Regions from separate parts of the Mus musculus genome. Here region 1 is linked to region 2. The links are chromatin contacts, called in public HiChIP or PLAC-seq maps. All regions are on one chromosome and are shown on one strand. Each heading gives the region's core, a stretch centred on a gene start, on an enhancer-like site or on the middle of the called end of the contact. The rest is flanking DNA. Distances are from core to core; before and after follow the strand shown. Region 1 overlaps Csrnp3 (cysteine-serine-rich nuclear protein 3). Region 2 holds the start of Csrnp3 (cysteine-serine-rich nuclear protein 3).

Region 1 (5,749 bases), core at 1,538-4,037, 110 kb before region 2:
TATGCATTTTTCACTAATCTCCACCCCACTATTAGGTCCTAAATAAATATACCACTTTTTTTTTTTTAGTTTATGTGATTTAGTTCTATTGAAAAAGACAAGTTATACAATATAAAATTGTTTACTAAGTATTTAGCAAGAGTTGAATCAGAACCAATAAAAATAGCAAAACACTAATGAATAGTTAAGTTCTTTAACTATTCAGAAAAGATGAGGGGCTTGCACCAATAGTTATGATGTGAAAAACAGAATACAGTAAGTGTTGGAAAGATGCTAAGGTGACACTGACTGTAAAGTTCTTTGCAAAGCAGATTGTGTTCTATTTGTTTTTATATTTCTACCTCCTACTAGTACAGAAATGAATGCCAGGTAGTTAAGGCCTAATCAGTTGTCCATATACTCATCGAATTATACAAACATTAAAGTGTTTACCGGCTGCTAGGCACAGGAGGACCTTGTTCCTGCCTTCCTGGAACATACACCCATCCTTAAAAGCACATGTGAAGCACACTGCTTAATAATATAAGGACACACAATGGAAGACAGATATAAAGAAAGGGTGCAGGATGATGGGGAGGCAAGAGAGATGCTGTGTACAAGGGGAGAGAAGACAGAGGAGGAGCTGGGAGAATTATAGACAGTGAGCTGAGAAAGAAAATTGACTCTGGATATCTAGAAAGAGGGTTATGGTGCACCAATGAGAAGCTGTTCTGGGGAAGTGACATTGGTTTCATTTTCTCCTAAGAGAGCAAGTGGTACAGCAGGAAAGGATTGTAGGTGCTGGGGGGTTGGGTACAGCCTGGTGGTTCACAAGCTTCCTAGGAGGTGGGAGGCCTGGGTTTAACCAGGAGTACCAGAAAAGAAAGAGACAAGCAATGGGTGCAATACTGTAGGGAAGCCAAGAGAATGAGGTCGCACACAGGCAGGTGGAAGAGAGGGGGCTACAGTCCAAACTGGATGACAGGAATTGTGTATCTCCTAGGTTAGTAAAAACACTCTGCAGGAGCTTCTGAGGTGCTTCATGGAGTGCTGGCCAGGGTCACGAATGCAAGTAAGTAAAGACTTCACAACAGAAAACAGACAATGAGCCACCAGCGAGCAACTGCCCAGTCACAGGCTTTGCTGCCTGCTAGTATACACCAACTGGAAGAAGAGACCCCGTCATTGCTCATGCTTTTAAACGTCAGTAGAAGGCCAGTGGCCTCCAAGTAAGTGGTAAAAAGGAAAACTAAGGTGAGACTTAGTGTGGAAAGATTTTATGTGAACCTTGTAGCAAACAGAGAATTTAAGTAGTCAGTTTGGAAGACAACAGAAAGGGCATCGCAGCCTGAACAGGATCTGCATCTCCAGAAGACGTCACGTGGCTAGCTAGCTAGTTCCAACACATCGTTATTGATCTCCACAGCCTCTCCGGTAAAGGCAAGTAATACCAGTTCCACAGCATCAATCAATCAATACGCCTTACAGAATACTCAAGTTAATGTTTTCTATAGTACCAGTTTGTAGGCTCGTCCTTCTCTCATTATTAGCCCTACTTTGAACTGCCTTATTTCTGAGAACTAGACCAAACATCTAATGACTCAGCTGATCTATCTGTGATATCCAGAAGTGCATGTGACCTGGTGGTGATTGCCATGATGGCAGCGGTGGTCTGCAGCTGGTTTCAGGTCTGTCCGCACAAGTTCATGCTGTTTATTTTTTCCAAAGTTATGGGTATGGGGGGGGGCAGAGCTATACATCTCACTGAATTAGTTACATTTCAGGGATTACTTTATATTGCTTATATTTGTTATCACATTTAGGGCTCTTGGAGTCTCATTTTTTACAGGCAGTATCACAGAGTAAAAAGGAGATTTTTTAGTATCATAAAATACCTACACCGACCTTCTGCCTAGATGTTCCTCTAGTCGTTTAAAAAAAAATATGGAAGCAAGGAATAGATTGCTACAACTACCTCTGCAAAAAATGAGTTTCCAAAATAATGCCCCAGTGTGGGGTATCTGTGACATTTACCTCAGTAATACTCACTTCTTAGAGCTTTCACTTATACATGGATATAAGCTTTGTGACACAAATTATGTAACATTCTTGAAGTTGACTCTGAGTCCTTAGTATAGTTTAACTGCTTAATAAAGACCAGTTGTACCACCAAGGAAACCTTCACATTCACTTTCTACTGATTCTCCAGATCAAAGCCTAACAGGAAATGAGAATAATTGAGAAGGAGCAACTGGAGAAAAATTTGACTCATAGGTCTATGCTCTGCGGATTCAGAGAAAAAGGTGGGCCGAGGGACCGGCAAGGGAAAGAGGGAGACAGCCATGTTCTCAGCTCTTAAGAAAAATCATAACCACATCTCTGATGATTAATTTCCACTTTTGTTAATGCTGTAATAACTCCGGATTGCATAGCAATTTCTGCACGTTAAAGGAACTCAACTGTATGGAAGCCGTCTGTGACTCGGAAAACGTTAGCAATGGGGAGAGGCATTCACTACCCGCTCCCATGTGCAGTGTTGAGAGGCCATCCTTTGACCCCCTTTGCATTTCAAGTCCTGTACGGTATGCGTTTATCTGTCTCTGGTATGCACACTGCTGCAGGAGACGTGTTCCTTTAGGGACCGTGTTTCACCACACAGCTTCTCGTTATTTATGCGACGTGACAAGAGCCTTCAGAGGGCAGGGGAAAAATATCATTCCTGTCTTTTCCCTGAAGCTCTCCTTTTGACAGAATGACTGGCTGAGGAGCCACAGGGATGTGGAGAAACAAAGCGTCCCTCGGTCCTATGGAATCTGCTGCTTCTATTCCAAGGAGAGTACAAACTACGACCTTGGTTGAACACTGGTAAGTGTGCTGGTTGCCTAGCAAAATTTAGAAGTTCAAGGGAAAAGCCATCATATTCTCCCTAATTTACATTTTGAAGCTGTTATTATCATAATGGGGTATGCTACAAATTGAAATGCCTGAACAGGAGGCTTAGAATAGTATGACATTTTGCATTACCACGGCGGCTGACATGTACCAACCAATCTTATTAATTTCTATATTTGCAAAAACAACAAAATGCTGTAACATACAGTGTGCTGGTGGCTACCCTGCGATGAGTACACCCACTCATTTAAATTGAAAGGATAAAGCCAGGATGACTGAGATTTATATAAGGGGAAACCACAATTTCAGAATCTCACTGTGAATGTAAATTGCTTCACATTGCCGCAAAGGTTTAATGGTTTTAAAAATTCCTTATTTCAAGAAGGGCTGCTGTCTTCATTTTCGATTGTAGGAAAGCAAGTTAGGGGCACAGGGATTCATTAGTAAATATTCAAAAGATTATAATCAGAGATTACCATCAAGAAGATATTGCTAATGAACATCTGTCTAATCTAATTGAAATAGTAAAATATATGTATGTGTATTTTCTAAATTGTTACACATCAATTTCTAGAGTAGCAAATAATTTTAATTATTATTATGGATTTTTTTTTCCCTTTGTAGCGCTGGCTGGCCTGGAAGTCTATATATGTAGGCCAAGCTGGCCTGAAACTCACCAAGATCTAGCTGCCTGTTTTCAAAGAGCTTGGATGCCCCTGTATTCAGCCTTAAAATACATTTAAAAAGAAAGGAACAAAAGTTTTAACTAGCGCTCTCGAATAGGTTGACATGCTCTTGTCTTTTATATTTTAGGTGGAAGCATTGTAATTGATTCTTCACTATCTCCTACAACACATCCCCTCCCCCAGCTCGCCCATAATAGGAAGGCAGGGAGTAAAACAGACTACTATCTCTGGAAAGGCCACTGTAATCCAATCGATAACCAAATTGCCTTTAAAACTTAGAATTTGTGAGGTTGGAATAATGGTTCAGCAGGTAAGAGCATTTGCTGCTCTTCCAGAGGACAGCACCCACCAGAGCAGTTCACAACCACCTTCAACGCCACCTTCAAGTGATCAAGGACCTTTTTCTGGCCCTACTAGGCTCCTGAACATAAATCACACACACACACACACACACACACACACGGAGAGACAGACAGACAGACAGACAGAGTTAGAGACACAGAGAGAGACAGAGAAAGAGAGACAGAAAGAGAGAGACATACACACACACACACAGAGTCAGAGAGAGTCAGAGACACACACAGAGAAACTGAGAAAGACAGACAGACAGACAGACACACATACACACAGAGAGAAAGAGAGAGAGAGAGAGAGAGAGAGAGAGAGAGAGAGAGAGAGAGAGAGACTTTGTGACTTGGCTGTGATATTGTCCAGCTTGATTCCTCCTGCAACTTCATCCCACTGTTCTGCATACATCAATACAAATTTATTGGGTTTTTTTTGGGGGGGGTTGGTTTTTTTTGCAGCACAACTTTGAAACATATCTCTTGGGAATGCATTATGACAGTAACAGAAATAAAAATTCGTGGCTATAAATCCCATCCATCATCCTAATCTTTCAACAAATCAAATTGTTTCCAATTTTCAAGTCAATGAACCAGTCTTTGCTTTTGAGCATGTATAGGATTCCCCTGTTAGTATAAAGAAAATTCTGTCTTCTGCCTTTCTTCCCAGAATCTCATAAGTGTTCTACATACGGTGTAGTCTTTATAACTATCATGAAAATAACTTCATTAATGGGTTACTGTAATGTAATGAATCACTCTCCCACTCTGACCTTGCTTTCTCCCTCCCCCTCCCGCCTTCTCACACTACAATCAAACGCCAACACAATTTTCTATTGCTCTTGATGTTTCTCCTTTCACATATATTTTCTGAATACAGAACCAGAAATATTTGAATGGTTTTTATACTGACAAAGTACTTTCTGAATTTCACAGTCATTAAGGCAACATGTGCACCGACAACGTATACTGTGGCTAATCCCAGATTTTTGGTATACTATTTTCTATTAGCGGGAGGAATACTCACTTCATAGCGGTGAACTCTTTATGATTTCATTTTAATAATATGTGTGTAAGTACGTTAATCTACTTTTATTACTATGATTGTTAAATGCTTTACTTACGAATTAATTGTGTTTTCTAGTATGGATTATCTTTGTGGCATGCCTTAGCTTGCATCTCAAAAAAGTTAAGTAGATGAGGGTGGAGCAGAATGGTGTCTCATTTGGTAGAGCGCCTGCCTGGCATACACAAAGCCCTGGGTTCAGTCCCTAAGGTAACATGCACAGGGCATGGAGACATAATTACACCCCTTAGAAAGTAAAGTCAGGAGGACCAGGCTTTCAGTACCATTTCCTTCTGCTACATAGCAAATTGGAGGCTAGCCTTGAATACTTCAGACTGGGTCTCAAAAATATTTATTTATAGATATGCTTTTAAACTCTAGAGAATAATCATATACCTTATTAAATATATGTTTCTAATATAAATTGCTTCATTTTTTACTTTTATATTTTATAACAGATAAGTTTGATATTTTAATATCATTAAATATGTAAATGTTTTCCAATGTGAAATTTTTCCCTAAACCTTCAAAGCACACAACAGTCTTGCCAAATGTTTTATAGTATGCAAATTCATTATTTCAGCATTTTTAAATTTTTTATTTAATCAATATATAATATACTTTGTCATGTCATGAAAAGAGTTTAAATTGCTTCATTTTAAAAATTAATTGTATGAATGTTTATTAAAATTCCCCTTTTTGCATCTGATAACACTCATTTTCTTCATATTAATTTCTAGCACAGACAAGACCAGGATTTTGTATACTTTCCTAGGTAAAGC
Region 2 (5,296 bases), core at 2,491-4,990:
ATTACACTTTCTTGTAAATACCGGAGCTTCGTTTCCAGAAATGGGGGTTCATTTACCACACTAGCATATTTCCATTATAGATGTAAAGTTGCCTACCTATGTTATGGAGGAAGCTATTAAATATTCATTTTCCTTAGTGTATTTTATGAGGCTTGAGAGGCCTGTACAAAAGCATCTTCAAAGGTAGCAGGGCATTTTTAGAAAATAAAGATACATAAAACTTTATAGATGTAAGTAATAAACTGAATTTCTATGTTATTTAACATTGCAAATACGTGTATTTGGTACATAATCTTCAGGAACTTGAAGTATACTATGACTGCACCTGATAATGAGGTCGTTTGCATGGGTCACATGACCAGCTCTTGGTCTTTCTGTCTTGTTAGTGTGCTTTTCAATGTCATCAACATTTATGCTGAGAAGATTTACTCACATTATTTGAGAAAGACTAAATATGCCCCACTATCCTTGGGCCCCCAGAAAAGGAAAGCAGACATGCGCTGACTGAATTGAACTGTACATGACGTACTGGTTAGACAGTGAGTATTTTAGCACGCGGTTTAAGCACGCAGTTCTGGATCCTGCTCCACTGCTTACCCTAAGCCTAACCGGCTAAGATCACTCTTATGGAAATAAAGTATTCCATATCAAAGGTGCTTAGGCAAGCAGTGGAGAGATAACAGAAGCGAGAGCCTCATTTGCATCACAACAATAAGCAAAACTCAAGGATCCCCTTCTTAACAAATGATAAGGAAGTGCTCAGGGTGACGGTGCTGCCTTCAAAGCACACAGAAGGAAAATATTTTAATTTGAGAATTTGCCTAGAGCCAAGTAGGATAAAAATTGTGATGGGCTTTTTTTTTTCTTATAAAGAAAAGCCATATAAAAACAAAGCTTTACTTCAGACAAAGAAAAAAAACTTCAAATATATATGTGCACATATAAAAAATGTATTAAATTTAGAATGAATTACCTTAATATTAAAACAATTTCTTTAGCTTGCTAGAATGGATAGTCTTTTATTCATTAGCTTGATTACCAAGGTAAGTTAATGACTGAATTAGTCGAATGTGGTCTGGGCCTTCAGTTAAAATGGTCCTTATTCCATTGTATCCAATCCAAACTAACTGCTCACCACTCATGGTCTAGGCATGCATTTCCAGGTTCTTTTATTTATTTTATTTTATTCTTTTAGTTTACCAAAACATTATAAATAGTTTTTCATTTTTCAACAGATACAGTACATGGCTAACTTCTGCAACCTGGAGAGAAAAATGAAATCCAACACTTTGCAGAGAAAGACCAAACAAACCTATATTTACATCTGAAAACCAGCTACAAACCTATATTTACATCTGAAAACCGGCTGCACCCGGAAAAAAATAAATGACCTTGTCATATCTTACTGAAGAGCTTTGGAAGGGTCCCACTTGCCTGCATCATGTTTTCAATCTTTTCCCTCCAGTACAAAACAGACACAGACAGGCACACGTGTGCGCGTGCACACATACACACACACACACACACACACACACACACACACACACACACACACGCTTTTCCCCTGCAGACTGCAGTAGGAGCTGCCACAGTTGTCTCCCTTTTTTCCATAAGCCTTGCAGACATCTGCCAGTGTCTGATAGGAGATGCTGATGGAGAAAGGATTTATCTACTCTCCATCCAAAATATGTGAGCCATTAAGGAAATTATAAGAAGCAACAACAATACGCTCTGCTTTTATTCAAAACCTTTCCCTTAGTGATTATTAAAAGGATGATATTTTTAGCTAAAGAAAGCAAAATGCATCTGCAGCAGCTGGTTTCCAAGGCAACGGAATAATTTAAAACCATGTGGAACTCTGCTCTCTAATTTTCATCAATCCCCCTTCATTCCTAGAGGTAGCTTTGTTCAGAATTTATAATTCCTTTTTTTTTTAAAAGAAAACATCACTGCATTGATTGATTGTCCGTGCCACATTCCAGCAGCTGAATATTTATTTAGATTTGCATACCACCTTAGGCTCCATGGGGGTGGGAAACTTGAATTAATTGCAATCATCGTTTTGTTTGAAAAACCAAAAATTACTTTTAAAGAGAAACATCAACAGTGAAAAACAGGGAGAAATTGTAGCATGATGTCATGATTTTTGAAAACCAGAAATGGTTCAAAACAAACCATAGGAGAGATCAACATAACATCTGATCTTAATATCTGTTTAAAGATATTAAGTATGTTTAGGAAGTTCAAAGGAAATATTCATTAACTTGAGTAATCTTTACCCACTATCCAGCAGTATTTCCTTCCCGTTTAATTTCTTAAGAATTTGTTGTGTTTGTACCATCTTATTCAAAGGGTTGTACCACCCATCTTCCAAAATCAAAGCAAAAATAAGACCAAATTTTCTTAGAAATTACAGTCATTCTTAGTAAGTTTTAATTCATTCAAAGGCAGCAAAATATTTACATCACTATTATGATTGTGTTTTACTCCAGTCAACAGGTATTAATTGGATGCCAATGTGTCCATGACTGTACTATTTTTTAAGACCTCAAAGGTAATGAGTTCCTCTCAGACTTAAATGATCTTATAAAATATAATCTACAGAGGAGCTAGTGTTGTGGAATAAAATTATTTTTGCCATCTTTATTACCATAAATATAACATTTAGTCCGTACTGCTAAAAAAAAATCTTTCCTGGTTTTCATAAAAGAAAATAAAACTTAATGCCAGGCATTATAAGCAGCTAGTAAAGTCAAAACTTTAGGCGTACTAACACATAACTGCTGTGAGGCTTTTGCCAGCAGTGTGTAGTGGAATTTCTTAACTTGACGTATCTGATGCATAAATGAAACGTGTCGGTCAGACCCTACTTTTCACAGCAAAGTCTCGTCTTTCTCAATTAGGCTTCCGTGCTTTTAAAGGAAAACCGTCCCGTGCATGTTGACAGCTACCGATAGATCTTTACTTCATCACCACATGGAAGCTTCACATTTGCTGACAAATGCTGCAGCTACTCGGCACCAGATGCACAGAACGAAGAGGGTTTGCATGCACATAGATCGTTCATTCAAAGTCTAGGCTAAAAGAAACTATAAACAAACAAACAAAAAAATCATAAGCTCCTTGCTGGGTCCTAAATATAAAGACCCCCATACTGAATCCAGTATGTTCTGAGAAGGCTCCATTTTCTCAGGACCTGTGGAATCTATCAAGCTTTGCTCATGCCTCCTTTGGTTTCCATGAACACAGCCTGATAAAAACACACAAAGACACAGGATTTTATCCGTCCGTTGTGCGTTTGCTTAGATGGCTAATCCGGAAAAGACAAGTTCCTCAGGGTTTTGTGCCTTTTGTATTTAAATCGGAAAAGGGTTTTTGCAAACCCAAGAGCTGCTCATCTAGGCTTCCCGTAGTCACTCGAGGGACAGGTTTTTCGGGAAGCGCCTTTAGGATTCCCACATTCCCTAAGATGCTTCTACTAGAACCGAGCATTTCCCTTTAAAAAAAAAAAAGAAAGAAAGAAAGAAGGAAGGAAGGGAAAAAGAAAGAAAGGAAGGAAGAAAGAAGAAAAGAGAGAAAGAAAAGAAAAATAAATTTCTTTTCGTCTTTTTTTTTCTCTTACCTGTAAATATGGTCTCTGTACTTGGGCTCCAGCAGAACACACTGAGAAGAGCTCACTCCGCCCTTCATCCATCAGGCCGCAGCCAACCAATAACAAAAGCCAGATCCTGGCGTCCTCCAGCTCTTGCCGCCTGCCTGCTCTCAGTCCTTGCTCCCTCCCACCTCGAGCTTTTAGAGGACAAATCCCTGCAGCAGAGGGAGGAAGGCAGTGGGGAAAAAAAATGAAAAATGGAGAGACAGAACAGAGAAGAAAAATATTTCAAACAACAGCCAGCTGGAGTCAAAAGTCTTGTTTTGGATGTAGGAAATCAGGGTTAATCTATGCCTTGCCCACCATAAGTCAAAGCAAGCACCGAGGAAAGCCTAGGTAAATCGCCTGTTTCCCCTCACCCTACTGATTTTTTCCCTTTAGTAGAAAAAACATATACACGTCCTCATTGCACGTTTTGAGTTATAGGCAGAGAAAGAGACTGACCATCAATATTGCCTTTTCAAAGGATCCAAGGGAAATGAATCAAGCATGACATCTCTTACTGGTGACATGACAACCTCTGCTTGGCAGTGTTTCTATTCATAGTTCTGGGGCCAGATCAGCAGAATACACATTTTTCAAACAGAGTAGAAGAATATTCAAATAATTTGGAGTTGTGTGGTTTGTACAACTTCCGATTCCTTAGATAGCGGCATTAATTTGTGAATACTGGAGCTTGTTAAAGATTAAAGAGGCATCGGCCACTTGGTTGCAAAGCCCCAAAATGGCTAATTGGACTCTAATTTTGCTCTAATAACCCTGGGCAAAATCATTTCACTTCTGAACTGAAAGGCATAGCATGAATCAAAGAACAATTGAGGAAAACATCAGATTAGATTTATTTAAGGCAGCAAAGCAAATTCATATGCAGCTTTGGGGAGGGGGGGAGGAATTGCTTTAAGAGAGGTCTCACTAAGCTGCTGTGGCTAGCCTGGAACTCACTAAGTGAACTACCTAGGCTGGCCTCAAACATAAAAGAGACCTGCCTGCCTCTGCCTCCTAAGTGCTGGGATTAAAGGCCAGTGATATCACAAGTAGCCAAGAAAGCTAATTAAACGAATGAACAACAACAGACCCTAATAAAGCAAACCAGTATTCTTTGTATTTAAAAACGCTACTAATTGAATCAGGGAGAGAATTCAGTGGGCAAAGGCTCTTGCTCCCAAACCTGACAACCTGAGTTTAATCCCCGGGCTCCATGTATTAGAAAGAGACAATGACTTCTTGAAAACTGAACTCAGATATCTACACCAGTGCCATGGCATGGGAACACACATACACACACACACACACACACACACACACACACACTTAATATAAAATGTAAAACTCGCTGCTGATTGCAGTCATTTGATGAGATATTCTAAGAAAGCTTCCTTGAGAAGACATGAATTGATGGTTGTTTTCTTTTTATTTGTGGTGTGTGTGTGTGTGTGTGTGTGTGTGTGTGTGTGTGTGTGTAGGCTCTAGGAGGAATCTAGAGTTGGACGTATACGTTGTGAGCTGCCTGAGGTGGTTGATGGGAAATGAACTCTAACCCTGTAGAGGAGCTACAATCTCTTGAGCACTGAGCTACATTCCCAACGACTTTTCCCTCACCCAGTGTCCTTCTTGTCCCTCACCCATGTCCACATATAGATATAT

Evidence for each region. HiChIP or PLAC-seq counts read pairs in DNA pulled down with a chosen protein or histone mark.
Region 1: a contact with region 2 is called in an H3K4me3 HiChIP or PLAC-seq map of embryonic forebrain, with 4 times the contacts expected there. The contact joins the enhancer-like site here to the promoter of Csrnp3 in region 2. A contact is called at or near these places in 2 of 39 promoter capture datasets (hippocampal neurons and second pharyngeal arch cranial neural crest), 1 of 484 Hi-C or Micro-C datasets (cerebral cortex), 2 of 115 datasets of contacts at active chromatin or transcription factors (embryonic forebrain and forebrain) and 3 of 9 other capture datasets (adipose tissue, liver and pancreatic islet).

The regions. Positions count from the first base shown.
Region 1 is chr2:65,951,004-65,956,752 of GRCm38.p6, reverse strand. All of the region lies in intron 4 of Csrnp3 (cysteine-serine-rich nuclear protein 3), which reads right to left. Among named protein-coding and RNA genes, the nearest start is that of Gm52514, 25 kb to the right of the region's middle. Within about 2 kb of position 2,787, at least 26 of the 459 cell types and tissues checked have an H3K27ac peak or open chromatin away from gene starts, as enhancers often do. A contact at or near this core is called in cerebral cortex, embryonic forebrain, hippocampal neurons and 1 more, where this site is marked.
Region 2 is chr2:65,844,211-65,849,506 of GRCm38.p6, reverse strand. Csrnp3 (cysteine-serine-rich nuclear protein 3) reads right to left here and starts at 3,740. Exons shown (of 7, transcript NM_153409.5): 1 at 3,623-3,740.